Linked DNA regions of Mus musculus: regions 1 and 2 are each linked to region 3. The links are chromatin contacts, called in public Hi-C and HiChIP or PLAC-seq maps. All regions are on one chromosome and are shown on one strand. The core of a region is the stretch at or near the end of the contact, and the rest is flanking DNA. Distances in the headings are between cores, read along the strand shown. Region 1 has its middle 53 kb from the start of Samsn1. Region 2 overlaps Gm30790 (predicted gene, 30790). Region 3 overlaps Nrip1 (nuclear receptor interacting protein 1).

Region 1 (4,413 bases), core at 1,527-4,026, 500 kb after region 3:
CACGTTACTGAACTTTGTGAACACTCCAGACTTCAGCTTGATGTGCCCAAACCTTTCATTTTACCCATAAAATTGTCTTTCTTCTTTTATTTCTACTCCACCTTTTTATTTCCAAAACAAGGAGCTACTCAGTGAAATAGAAGGTCATTTTGTTCTTTGCCCTTCATGTATCTTCCTCAGACAAATTCACCTATGAAGTCCTGTGGATGCTACCTCTAGAAAGTCTTCCATATCCATAGCACTCCATTCATATTCAGGGCTGCTATCACGGTTTGAACTCTGGTGTGGAATGCTGCAACATCTTTCCAATCAATATCCCACCTTCACATCCATCCCTACACAGCCTCTAGAAAAGTCTTTACGACTCCGATAAAATCATTCCGCTTGCTTGAAGGATTTGATGGCCTCTCGTTAATTTTAGCACAACATGTAAATGTACATAAGTTCGTTGCCAAGTACTTTTAACCTTTCTTGTGAGTCCTCTCTCTCACCCCGCTTTTCAATGCACAATCTGACCATACCAATCTACTAACAGGCTTCCAAATTCACTGTTCTCTCCATGAATTTCCATGTGCCAGCTATTTTTCCATTGTTTACCCTGACATTTTGTTTCACCTGACTCGTCCCTCTACTCTGTCCCGAAACTACCATAAAAGAGTTGCCTGGTGTGTGAAAGTTTTGTGAACCCCCCTCTGTATTTTCCTCTGAGTGTTTTCACGTCTCTTTCTATATTGCTGGCTGCAGAAATTCTCTATTTATTTACATAGAAGCTCATTTTACACGAGACTGTGATTGCCTCATGACAGAATTTATTTGCCTAGGCTTTAAATACCCAGTATGGAGCCAAACCTATTACAGAAGGAACATTTAGAAAATAGGTGCTAGGGTATATTGAGCATGGCAATTATTTTCCATATACAACTGGAATATTGTTTTTTATATCAGTTAGTAAGTCACTCATAACTACTTATAGGTGAATGCCTCCAAGTCACCTAAAAGTTTTTAAAGAAAATGTGGAGTTGGAGAGATGGCTCAGTGCTTAAGAGTGCTTGCTCCTCAATCATGAGATACGAGATTGGATCAGGGCAACCAAGCGGGGTGGCTCACAAACATTTGTAAATCCAACTCCAAGGGAGCAGGTGCTCTAGAGATTCCGGCCTTCATGAATATCCTCCCACATACAGACACACACACACAGACACACACACACAAACAGACACACACACACACAGACACATACATACATACATACATACACACACATCTTTAAAAATGAAATAAATAACAGGTAATAAAACTCAGGCAAGGTAAAATATTCTGAATGCTGAGAACAACCCAATAGTTTTAGTCTCCGGCATCTTTAACACACCTAATCTCACCAACATCCCCACATCAAGTGTGTTGCATGTGCATCTCTTTCCTTCCCAGCAAACCCGGTGTTTTCCTGACTGTGGTGACCACTGTTAGCAGACTAGTCTAGAAACTGTTCTTGGACACAGCACAGGCACTAATGTCATTAATTTTTAAACTGCCCTACCCCTACTCTCTCATGTTGTTTAAAAGAACGTAACTTTTTTATGGCAAGGCGAGGAAATTCTAGATTGGAAAGTAACTACAGAATAACAAAACAATGCCAGTCTATTCCTAATGAGTAAAACTTTTTCCCAATTTCTATCCCTTGAAAATGAAAGTTTCATGCCAGTTGAGGATTTAGGGATATTCTAAAGAGGCTTTGGGGAGATACAAGCAAAGAAAGTCTGAGTTCTTACAAAAGGGAGAAAAGAGAAAAGTTAAAAACAAAACAAAACAAAACAAAAACAAAATAAACAAACAAAACTGAAGAAGTGTTAAGTAGCCAGGAGAAAGAGCTGATGAGGACACACCTACAGGAGTGAGTCTGGCATCAGTGTGATCAGTGCCAAAGAGGTCAAATCAGAAGAAAGAGATCAGGTTCTCACCCACTGCCCATACACAGAGCACTGACTGGAGCAACGCAGAAAAGCAAGAAAGACCTTATGCAAAACTCTATGTCCTGCTGCCTTTTCTAGAAGAAAGTCTGGGCTCTTTAAGAGCAGATGAGAAGAGTCAGAAAGCCATGAAGTTAATATTTACAGGATATTCTTATTGGTTCTGAAGGTTCAAACCTGGCAAGTTGCCCAATCACATTCATTACTTAAACTGGTTCAATAAAGGTCTTTTGGACCAAAGAATGTGCATCAGGAAGACAGCAGAATCTAGCTGTTTGAGCTAGTAGTTCCCAGGTAGCTTTATACAGCTGTAAACCCTCTCTAGTATGCAGCGATTAACTTATCCCAGAGGTTTCTGATATTAGCAAATTTAGCTCTGACAGTAGAGAAGGCTAGAGAAAATTTATTCCCATTAAATAAATAAAATGTTCTAATATAACAGCAATATTCAGTCCTTGGGGCTAAATCCTACAGCATGTATATATACGGCAAGAACTGTATCACTCCTGCCCCTCTGTCTCTCTCTGCCTCTCTGCCTCTCTATCTCTCGATGTCTCTCTCTCTGTCTCTCTCTGTCTCTCTCTCTCTCTCTCTCTCTCTCTCTCTCTCTCTGTGTGTGTGTGTGTGTGTGTGTCTTTCTCTCACTGTTTCTGTCTCTTCTTGTCTGTCTGTCTGTCTACATAAGGTTCAGAATGGCCTTATTCTTTGTGATCCCCCTGCCCCTGCCTCCTGAGTTACTAGAATTACAGGCCTGCCCCATCAGATCAAGTTCAGGTTTTTTACTTTGTTTGTTTTTTGATAAATACAAAATTCAGACCATTTCGGTTCTGGTTTTCCATCAACTCTATAACTGATATGTATGAACCTGAACAGTATCTTTAACTAAAGTGTGTTATTAGTGACTTTTTATTTTTTTTAATCAGATTGCTAAGAGAGATCGACGGAAAGAAAACTAAAAAGAGTGCTCAGTAGCTGACTATTAGGTTTCAGTCATGTTCCATTGCACTGAGGTTATAGCTACGTGTTTTGCAACTTCCTGAGTGTGGCAAAATGATGACATTTAATGTTGAGAAATTTCCGCTGTAAGCGTTAGGTTCTGAGAACAATATATGATGACATTTTAGATAACCCCTCCTCTTACGCAGCACTGCTCTATACTGCCACCAAAAGCGCTCCTATCTAAGTAGCATTGAGGCTTCCAATACTCTTGATAGAGGGAGTGGCCCTACTAAATTTATGAAAAGTTTCAGAGATTAGTCAATAAAACCTAGCTAGAGGTTTACTTTGATAGGTGTTTGAGCTGTGGGAAATCAAATAGAACTAACCCTAATTTTGTTCAACCTCCATGTAACTGCGGAATTCCTCTGCACACTCTTTGTGTATGTATGCCTATAAACTAAAGGTTATGGAGTTGAGTCATCTGCTTTCAAGAACTGTGTGACAATATTCAAGCATTTATCACAAAAAGGTGATCTTTTTAAATCTAAAAGTGGTATAAATTATAGGATGTATATATGAAGTACTCAATACAATCCAGGTAGTATTTGTATGAAAGCCACTACAATTTTTATATATACAACTTCATTTCCCCCCACTAAGTTCTAGTCGAAAGATAGAAGCAGTAATCACTGTATAATCATACAGGTATTTACTCATAGTATCTTGAAATTTTTCATACATAAATGGCCTGAGATCTAAAGAACAATTTTGCTGTCCAGAAGCAATGAAAGAGAGTCAGCTCATAGAGAACTCAGCTCATAAGTTTTACCTGACACATTATTTCATTGTTTGCACCTGATCAGTTCAGAAAGACACAATACTGCACTCAGCCTTGGTTCAACACTCTTGGACATGAAAGGAATAATTTTAAGAATGAATTATTAAATATATAAATTATTATTTATTTTAATGAATGAAAAATTAAAATTGGGATTGTTAGTGTCATGGGCCTTGGTTTCTCACAAATGACAGAGCCTCAATTGATTGAGCAATGGGCAACAGAGAATCCCTTAAGAAGGCACTGTTAATGTGAGTATTTGCATATATATGGAGCCTGTGCACATTGGGGCATAAGATTCCATGGGCTATCAAAATGCTAACATGTTACAAAGAATGTATATGGGCTTTCCATTACCCCACTTCCACATCTGCATCATGAAAACTTCTCATGTGTCCATTTGCAACACTTAGTTTTGTTCTGTGTTATATTTTACAAATGTAAAAACTATAAAGGAATGAAAGCTGGGTTTAGCAGATTCTGTGATATCTTGGACCTTCTGGGATCCCATGTATGCCCAAGAGCAGAACACTGTTTCTTCATAGGGCAGGAGTGGAATAGTGATGCACATGGCTAAGGATCATTTTCTCTTTTAAGTTTTTGGGCACCAGGCCAATAAAATGGGCAGGAACCCTACGCAGCATTTGCAGAGGAAGATGGGGGTGAAAA
Region 2 (4,543 bases), core at 862-3,361, 410 kb before region 3:
GGTTTTGCCTCTTCTGAGTCCTGAAGTCATCCTGAGGAGGTGCTGTTACTTCACAGTGTCCCTGCAACACTGCAAAACAAACACACACAGAGTCATTTGGAACAGAAACTCTTTTTTGTCAAGGGCTGCTCTTCTTACAGAGTTTTCTTCTCTGAAAACATATTATTACTGTTATTGTTATTATTATTATTATTATTATCATTATTATTAGTAGTAGTAGTAGTAGCAGTAGTAGTAGTGGTAGTAGTTTTAGTTTTGCTGATTTGACTATGCCAACTGAAGATACTAACCAAATGATATGAAATAGGAAATATTATTGCTTTCAAAATGGTGTCAAAGACCAACAGAAAACCCTTCAAATCCATCTGCCACATGTCAGTTAGATGCTGTCCAGAAAACAGTCCAAGCATCACAATATCTTCCTTAGTTTCAAACTGCCAGTCCAACTCAGTTTAGATCCAGGCTGTGCTTTAGGTCTGAGGTACCAGGACTACCTCATTTCTTCCATAGATTCTTCTGGAGAAGAGCGAAGGACTGGACGCACTTGAACTCTGGAGATCACTGGATACCACCACTTGTTAGATTGTTGGCCAGGATTGGCACTGAATCTTCACACTCACCTTCCTCATGCCCCAAGCCTCCCACAGCTAAATCTAGACTTTTTGGCATCGAGTACAGGTCTGCAATTACCCTTATGACTTCAAAGCTCAGCTTCACAGGTAATTGGGGAATGTTAGCTATGTTCTTTATGCACAAGTTAACTCATTTACACGAGAACAATTAGTGTAACAGTGTCATGAGTCTGTGAGGATTCTATAGCTCACCCGAAGCTACTTAGGAACATATAAACATTCATGTATGCATAATTATCTATTAATGTCCTTTTATATTTTCATTATTTTTATTGTACAAATGAAAATGTTCTTTCTTCGTATCATATAGAATTGACACAGTGACATGAAAATGATGTAATTGGCTCATAAAACCTGGACCTGCCTACGATGTAAACTGAGGCCACTTTAGGGAAGCCAGAGGAAGATATCTTGCTGTGAAATGTGGTCTCCTGTCTGGGGATAAGTAGAAGATGCTGTAGAAGCAGAAGGTTCTGGCATTGTCTGGAAATGGTTCCTTCAGCCATATCAAGTGTGTGTATAAAACAGACCCCAGAAAAGCAGAGCTGCTAAAGAACTGTGTGTAAGCCAAGTGTCTCAATAATCTCCAGTGCCTGAGCTTCCTTCCTGTTGAGCTCGGTGACTGTACTCACTTAGGGACACCATCGCCGCCACCAAGAGAAAGGTCATGAAGCAGGGTTTCTATTAGCGCTGACATTTAACAAGGAGCGATTGATCTGAAAGCAGGCTTGATACTTAGATATAGTCTACCAGTGTTTTCCTAAAATTCCTTTAAAATGAGACTTAAGTCCACATGCTCTTTTTCTTGCCTCTGTGAATACTTTTTTTTTTTTTAAACTAGATCAAAAACTCCCAAAAGCTAGGTCAAGTACAATGCAGGATAATTCATGTCTTCAGTCCCTGTAAAAGGCAGAGAATCTGAGTATCTCCTAGTGAAAGGAGTAATCATAGTTCTTAATGGTATGAAGACACTAGTGACTGATCCCTAGCTATCCTGAGGCCTCATTGCTAACACATGAGCTCAGATGAAATCTAAAATTGCTATTACAGGCCCATTGCTGTGTATCATAATCATTTGAGATTAAAAAAATGCCATAGTTTTGAGTCTTTGGAAACTGCTGCACTTAAGTTCTAAACTGTTGCTTTTTAAAAAGGCTAATTTGGGGTTGGGTACATTGGTGTCTCTGTCTTATAAAACAGCAAGCTAAAAAAGAAAAAAAAGGAAAAAGAAAGAAAGAAGGAAAGAAAGAAAGAAAGTAGAAAAAGAAAAAAAAAACGAATGAAAAATGTCAGCAGAGACATTTTTTCTAGTCGATGTCAGCACAAAAGGGTGACTCAGTTGTTTCATCTCCCAACAGCTGCATGCTTTCATTGACATTTGGTGACCTTTCTTTGTGCACCCAGCCTAACCTCTTAGGTTATTTCCTGGCCTCCCTTCTGTGACCTATGACCGAGGCTGACCTTTAGCTGGAGAATGTGACATTTTGTTCTCCTCTAGCTGACATGTGATGCTCTCATTATTCAAAGGTATGTGAAAATAACGACCCAGAGTGACCTGTGAGTTTCCTTTCATTTATTGGTTGTTTTGGGTGCTTGTTCAGCATGTAGTGGCCTTGGTTGAAAGGGGGTGAGGCTGAGAAATGGAGGGGGAGAGGGTAGCCAATGTCTCTTTAAAAAAAAAAAAAAGTTCACAATTCTATCTGCTTTCCTGCCAGACGGGCCATTCGAATGTGCAAGAACACGTTAGTATTTCCTGTTTCTGGATTTAGGAACAGGGTTGGCCTTCAAACAACAGGTCTTCTTGGGGGAAACAAGCACTTCAATGCAGTGGGGAAAGCTATTTGTTTATTTATCTCCTTCCAACGAATGGTACCCCTACCTCCCTGCAGAGAATTTTTATGCATGAGTTTCCTGTAGATCCAGAAGGGATAATATACACACAAAGATAATGTCAAAACGAGTACTCAAGACACTTGTCATTTACATGCTAAATGTGTGACCCAGATGGAAACTGAAAGTGTCTTCTCTCTATAGAAAAGATTTTTGTTTTCATCATATATTCTAATAAATTTGATTATTCCTATGACAATTAGTTTAAGACCACATGTATATTGGTATGTAAGTGTACTCAACAGGTACAAAATATGGAAAAATAAAATTAAATCAAGGCACTGGTGAAATAACTGTCATAAATTACTTATGTATTTTAGAATCGACATGGAAGGTATTTACCTATAAGAATTAAATACTGAAAATAATATTTATCTCAAAATATCCCATGAAGTAATTTATGATTTCTGATATTACTTCATTTTTCAACAAGGTAAAGCATATTTCCACTTTAACAAACTTGTAGATCAGGAACCCAGTTCCTTTTATGAGGCATGTATCTGTTTCTGTTTTGCTCACAGTCAGTTCTCACTTCTCATATAAACATCCCTGGAACAGTTCCAACCAGTGCAGAAGATGGAGGACAGAAGTTTGGATTGCTTGACCAAAATGTAAACGTTGTTGTCTAGTCTGAGATTTCATCACTTTACAAAGCAAGATGCTGAGGTCACAGTGGAGTTACCAGTGGGCCTCTTAAGTACAGCATCAACTATGTCAGTTTCAGCAAGAACACTAGGCCCTCTTGGTGCAGGTTCATATAAAGTTCCTCCTTCTTTTTTTTTTTTTATTTATTACATATTTTCCTCAATTACATTTCCAATGCTATCCCAAAAGTCCCCCATACCCCTCCCACTTCCCTACCCACCCACTCCCCCTTTTTGGCCCTGGCGTTCCCCTGTACTGGGGCATATAAAGTTTGTGTGTCCAATGGGCCTCTCTTTCCAGTGATGGCCGACTAGGCCACCTTTTGATACATATGTAGCTAGAGTCAAGAGCTCCGGGGTACTGGTTAGTTCATATTGTTGTTCCACCTACAGGGTTGCAGATCCCTTTAGCTCCTTGGGTACTTTCTCTAGATCCTCCATTCTAAAGCCCCCATTTCTTCTCTACTTTCACCTCCGATTCTTGAAAAATGTAGTTTCACCATTATAGTGTTTTGTTGTTTTTTTGGTATAGTTAAAAAAATAAAAAACATCGTGGGTCCTGTGGATCTTTTCTCATGTGTGACTTAGATAATTGTTTAAACTTGTGTCAGGCTGATAATCCTCCAAATTTGCTTAAACAACCATTCTCTTACAACTTATAATATCTGTGATTAATTTCAAAGAGGCTAGGACAGATGTCAGTGCAGCATGAAATGTGTTGTTTATGTCCCAAGGAGCTGTGCCTGACTCCTCTGGAGTGCTACCTTCCTGGAGGAAGGTTGAGTTGACTTCTGATTTGTAAAATAATGCCATATAGGCTATAGGGTCAACAAATATTTAAATGGAAGCTTTATACAGGGAACTCCAGGAGTGATAAGATACTGTGTACTGCACCTGGCCTTCAAGGAAGTATGTTCTTTCTTGGATCATGCCAAAGTGCCGAACTCCTATAAGAAAGTTTTATATGTTTTAGAGTTTGACAAGATATGGTGGCTTGAGTCTGCAACATCAGATCTTGGGAGGCCAAAGTGAAAGGATACCTGAACTAGATAGCAGGGTTCTGTCTCAAAACAGAAGCTGTGTGGCTCCAGAAAAAAAAAAAAGAAAGGAAGGAAGGAAGAAAGGAAGGAAGGGAGGGAGGGAGGGAGGGAGGGAGGGAGGGAGGGAGGGAGGGAGGGAGGGAGAGAGAGAGAGAGAGAGAGAGAGAGAGAGAGAGAGAGAGAGAGAAAGAAAGAGAGAAAGAAAGGGCATCAACATAAATCTATGTTTTCATAATTTTATTAGCTCTGTCCAGTGAATGTTTGTTCACAGATAAGTTCTTGGCTTACAGATAAAATATATTTCAAGGGCCATTTTTATGCCTAATTGGTGTATAAC
Region 3 (4,319 bases), core at 1,005-3,504:
TCCTCTTGTAAAGCTAAAAATTGACCTTGAATTGTATTTCAAAACGAAGCTCATCCAAAGCAAATTAATTTATATATACAAATAAAGCCTTCTAATTTATTACTTTAAAAGGACACAGTGGGGGTAGGGAGGAGGCTCAGTCAGCAAGGCGCTTGCCGTGTAAGCATGAGAACAAGGAGTCAGATGCTTAGAACCTGCAGTCTTTTAACACTTGGGCTGTGGACGCAGGGCCCAGCTAGACCAGCACGATGGGCTGGTGCGCTCCACCTTCAGGCAGAGCCTCTGTCTCAGAACATGCGATGGACACCCAGCCTCAGCTTCTGACCTCCACAGGCGTGAGCATCCAGAAAAAGAGAAGGTGACGTATGTGATCTGATGCTATTGGAGCGAGTTAGACATACAGCGTGGTAGGTGTGCACTCAACCCATCCCAGTTCTTCCTAGAGGATCCTAGGTTGCAGTGGGCTGGGCCCCATGCCATCAGAGGTGTTAGCGCAATGGAAAGCTGTAGGGAAGTCCATAGGAAGCCGTGCTGGGAGTTTGAGTTCAGCATCATACTCCTTCTGATCAAAAACTATGTGCGAGAATTTCCTCTTATAGAGCTAAACATGTTTTCACTTCTCTACAGAGAGAAGGTGACGAAGCACGGCTTTTGTAGTGTCGTTTCTCTTCCCCTAAGTCATTTTTATATTGCAAAAGGTTGGTTTAGGTGGCATAGTGTCAAAGGGTTTGCTTAGTAAATTAAATATAGGAGACTTGACTGAGAGAAGCATTTTGGGACAGTTTCCTGGGATAGTACATTAAACCCCAAACAAACAAACATTTGATGCTTTATGTTGGTGCTAATATATCTAATGTATATATTAGCTATATAATATATATTATATCTATAGATAATAAAAGAATCTAATATATCTATATATACCTATCTATCTATCTATCTATCTATCTATCTATCTATCTATCTATTCGTATTTTACAGCCCATCTGTGTAGTTTACTTTCCTTTCTTTAGGTGAATTAAAGTGTTGTGGTATCTAATTTATTTTAGACTTGCATTTTATTATGGTAGAGGAACTGTTTTATAGGGTTGTTGTTTCAGTGTATCTTGATACGTTTTGGCGTTTGAAGAGTACTCCTTGTGCCCTGTCATTTATGGTAGTGGATTTCTTTCAACCTATGGTATTTCCTTTCTTTTATTAATGCAGTATGACTGGACCCGAGACATTGGAAGTGCGGTCTTCTAGTCAGTTAGTGGAACATATGCTTGTTCCACTTATTAAAAATGAAACAGAAACTCATGGCTTTTTCTTTTTAATCTGGAGATGGAAAGATCTTGTGCATGTTATGTAAGCACTCCACCACCGAGCTACCACCTTACCCTCATAGATCTTTTTTTTTTAAGGAGGAAAGAAAATCTTAATTAAAATACAACTACATCAATTCCCCCTCCCTTTTCCAGCCCCCACCCCATTCAAATTCATGGCCTGCTTTTCTCTAGTAGTTATCTTTAAATAGGTAAATAAATGCAAAAGATACATAAAAAACAACCTGCCCAGTCGAATCCCTTTGCTATACTGGTGAGAAGACTATTTCTCCATTCTCTCCTGCTTAGCTTCTTAGTTGTAGTTATCTGTAGTTGTGTGTCTATGGGTGGGGACCAGTAAGATCCTCTAGTCCCCTCCCCCATGCTTGCATGTTGATTGGTGGTGTCATTGCCCAGACCTTGTTTATGCAGCCATATTGTTGAGGATTCGTGGGTGATGCCTCCCAGTCATTTTTGCCAGATACAATCTCGTAGAGGACTTCCTGTTCTCTGGCTTTTATTATCTTTGTGCTCCCTTCCTCCATAAGTTTCCTTGACCCTTATGTAAGGTTGTTGTGTTATATATGGGTCAACTAGGGAAACAATTATAAACAAAGGGTGCTGTATACATTACAGAGTTAGAATTTTAATATACATAACATCCTTTATTTATAACTGTATATACGTACACATATATTAGTTTCTAGAAATCGTTGTGTGATGGTAGAAAATACTAGCTCTATCATGTGTTTTGGGTTTTTTTTAATGCTGCTAAAGGATATGGAATGCCTCTTTACCCCAGTTTTAGGCAGATATGAGAGCCAAGAGTATGTGATGGACTTATTCAAACATATTCTTATTGTTCTGTATGTGATTGTAAAGTGGGCCTGAGTGTGCGTGCACAGATGTGCCGGCATGCATGGGTGCGTGCACCTGTTGATTGCATCACTCCTTTGATGTCTCCTAACTCGGGGTGAAGGGGGTGCTTCCTGTCCTTGTCAGTGGATCTTTTCTCCTAGGTACACGTCCTGCTTTTCTGTGTTCTGTGACCTTGCAGTCATGACTTCAGCCCAGAATAGTTTCAAAGTCATGTAAATGAATGCAATTAAGGTATTGCTTATCAACGTCCATAGTTCAGACGGAACCTTACTGGATGCAGAGGCTTGTTTGTCTCATGAGGAAGGTCAGAATAAGGTTAAATTGTATTACATAAAATGATACAGGGATGTTTTTATTAAGCTGATTGAAAAAAAAATGTCATAATTGAAAAAATCCTAATGTTTTTCCCCTCTAATTATCTGAATGTCTTCTTCATTTTTTTTTCCTTTTTGTTAGTTTTTTGTTTGCTTGATTATTCTCTGGAATAAACAACACTTTCAAGGAGATGTCTTTTGTCTACTTGTAAAGCCTTGGATTGGGACATCTTACTCAGTTACAATTCTAGGTGTAATGACGAGCACAGCTAAGCTGACAACTTGGCTGCTGATGGGAGGTGGCTCTGGGCTTGCTAATGTATGTCCTTAGAAGACTTGTGCAGTGTTGGTTACCAGGCAGGTGACACGGGACATTTAAACTGTAGGAAAGACAGTCCCACTACACGGGTAGGCCTATCGTCTGTGGGATAGACAGAGCTCCAAAGTAGACCCTGGAGGCTGTATGGAGAAAGGGCTGAAAGTGTGACTGTGTGGATATAAAGCAATTAAGAGAAAAATAAGTACCATTCACTCTCCTTTTGTGATTTTTTTCCAAAGTAGGTTGTACTCATCGATTCAGGATTTAAGGCTCCTGTTTACTTAACAGCTCTTTACTGAGAGTCAGCTAGATGCTCTTGCAACAGACATGACAGATACTTGGGGCCCGTAAAAGAAAAATGAGTGACTCCCAGTCACAATGAGAACAACAATAAGTAGACACAACATTACTGAGAGATGGAGTGTTATAAGCCTGTTTAGCTAGCATGGGCGGGGGGGGGGGGGGAGGCACCACACCAAGAAATCTGGCCTCTGTATAAAGAGACTGAAAGCTCCAAGTAAAATGAAGGTGAACTAGCTTCGTATTAGGTTCGTATTTTGGTTTATAGATTTTTTTTGTAATGTTATGATCCTGGAAAACGTATCCTAAGTTATGGATTAGACACTGAAGAGGCCAACTATGTAAACTCTTGAGTCCAGTAGAACAAAGATGTAGTAAGATCAAGGTGTGTCTATCATACCTTCCCAATCACTGGTTGACTGCACCGTTGGCCCATTGATCAGCATAACCATTAAAAGCCCATGCCTGTACAGTGGAGGCCATGTCTCTGCTGGCCAAATGTATCTTTCAGCCAGGAATATCCTTTGTAGCCTTTGGGCCGTCTGCTTCCCAAGATAGTTATATAGTTATGGATAGAGCTACAAAGTCTTAAGCACTTGTAAGAGCAGGGTGGAGGGTGGGGTGGCTCAGTTGTGTGGGTCTTGAATTGAGAGAAGGTGATAGTGTTGAGCTGTGGTTTCAAAAGTTTGGACACACCTCCAACCTTCTCCTTGTCGCTGCCACTTTGAGAGGATACAGACAGAAGCAGCTGGGTGTTTTAAACCTTTCTATGAATGTCAAGTACTCCCGATGTGGTTTTCCACAGAAATTCATCTCTATCCTAGCAAGGGAGAGTCTACTGTTAGCCTGAAGACAGGCGTCTAAGTAATTCTACAGCGTAAGTGGTTTCATCATTAGACGCGGTTTCATTAGCAGCCATAGTCAAGGGAAGCGTGCATGCCTATGTGAGACTCAAAATACAGTCGTCATCTGTCGCTTCTTGGAGATAAATTATCTTAGTCCACAGTTAATACTCCAGTTTCAAACACCTTATCGAAATCATTTCACGCACTCAAAGTAACGCATGTCTCTCTCTTGCTTTCAGAAGGCGTGGACTGTGAGCGGTTGCAGAGCTGTTCTCAGGACATAATCCTTTAACATTCGGGAGGAACACATCCAGGAGGTATTGACTGTTCTTTGTCTCGTTGCCCCATTTCTAAAATA

The links. Hi-C and Micro-C count contacts between places; a contact is called where the count stands out from the background. HiChIP or PLAC-seq counts read pairs in DNA pulled down with a chosen protein or histone mark.
Region 1: a BATF HiChIP or PLAC-seq map of CD8 T cells shows a contact between it and region 3, with 6 read pairs. The contact joins two enhancer-like sites. A contact is called at or near these places in 1 of 484 Hi-C or Micro-C datasets (regulatory T cells) and 5 of 115 datasets of contacts at active chromatin or transcription factors (CD8 T cells, bone marrow-derived macrophages, large pre-B cells and 2 more).
Region 2: a contact with region 3 is called in a Hi-C map of Th1 cells, with 5 times the contacts expected there. The contact joins two enhancer-like sites. A contact is called at or near these places in 9 of 39 promoter capture datasets (the 3T3-L1 cell line, 3T3-L1-derived adipocytes, the C10 cell line and 5 more), 20 of 484 Hi-C or Micro-C datasets (B cells, CD4 T cells, CD8 T cells and 13 more) and 4 of 115 datasets of contacts at active chromatin or transcription factors (a beta-TC-6 cell line, bone marrow-derived macrophages, double positive thymocytes and 1 more).

The regions. Positions count from the first base shown.
Region 1 is chr16:75,854,259-75,858,671 of GRCm38.p6, reverse strand. No RefSeq gene overlaps it. Among named protein-coding and RNA genes, the nearest start is that of Samsn1, 53 kb to the left of the region's middle. Within about 2 kb of position 2,776, at least 95 of the 459 cell types and tissues checked have an H3K27ac peak or open chromatin away from gene starts, as enhancers often do. A contact at or near this core is called in CD8 T cells, regulatory T cells and thymic regulatory T cells, where this site is marked.
Region 2 is chr16:76,760,624-76,765,166 of GRCm38.p6, reverse strand. The region is part of intron 1 of Gm30790 (predicted gene, 30790); the gene reads left to right. Among named protein-coding and RNA genes, the nearest start is that of Gm30790, 16 kb to the left of the region's middle. Within about 2 kb of position 2,111, at least 41 of the 459 cell types and tissues checked have an H3K27ac peak or open chromatin away from gene starts, as enhancers often do. A contact at or near this core is called in CD8 T cells, Th1 cells, Th2 cells and 2 more, where this site is marked.
Region 3 is chr16:76,352,431-76,356,749 of GRCm38.p6, reverse strand. Nrip1 (nuclear receptor interacting protein 1) reads left to right here. Exons shown (of 4, transcript NM_173440.3): 2 at 4,201-4,278. Among named protein-coding and RNA genes, the nearest start is that of Nrip1, 18 kb to the left of the region's middle. Within about 2 kb of position 2,254, at least 45 of the 459 cell types and tissues checked have an H3K27ac peak or open chromatin away from gene starts, as enhancers often do. A contact at or near this core is called in CD8 T cells, Th1 cells, Th2 cells and 3 more, where this site is marked.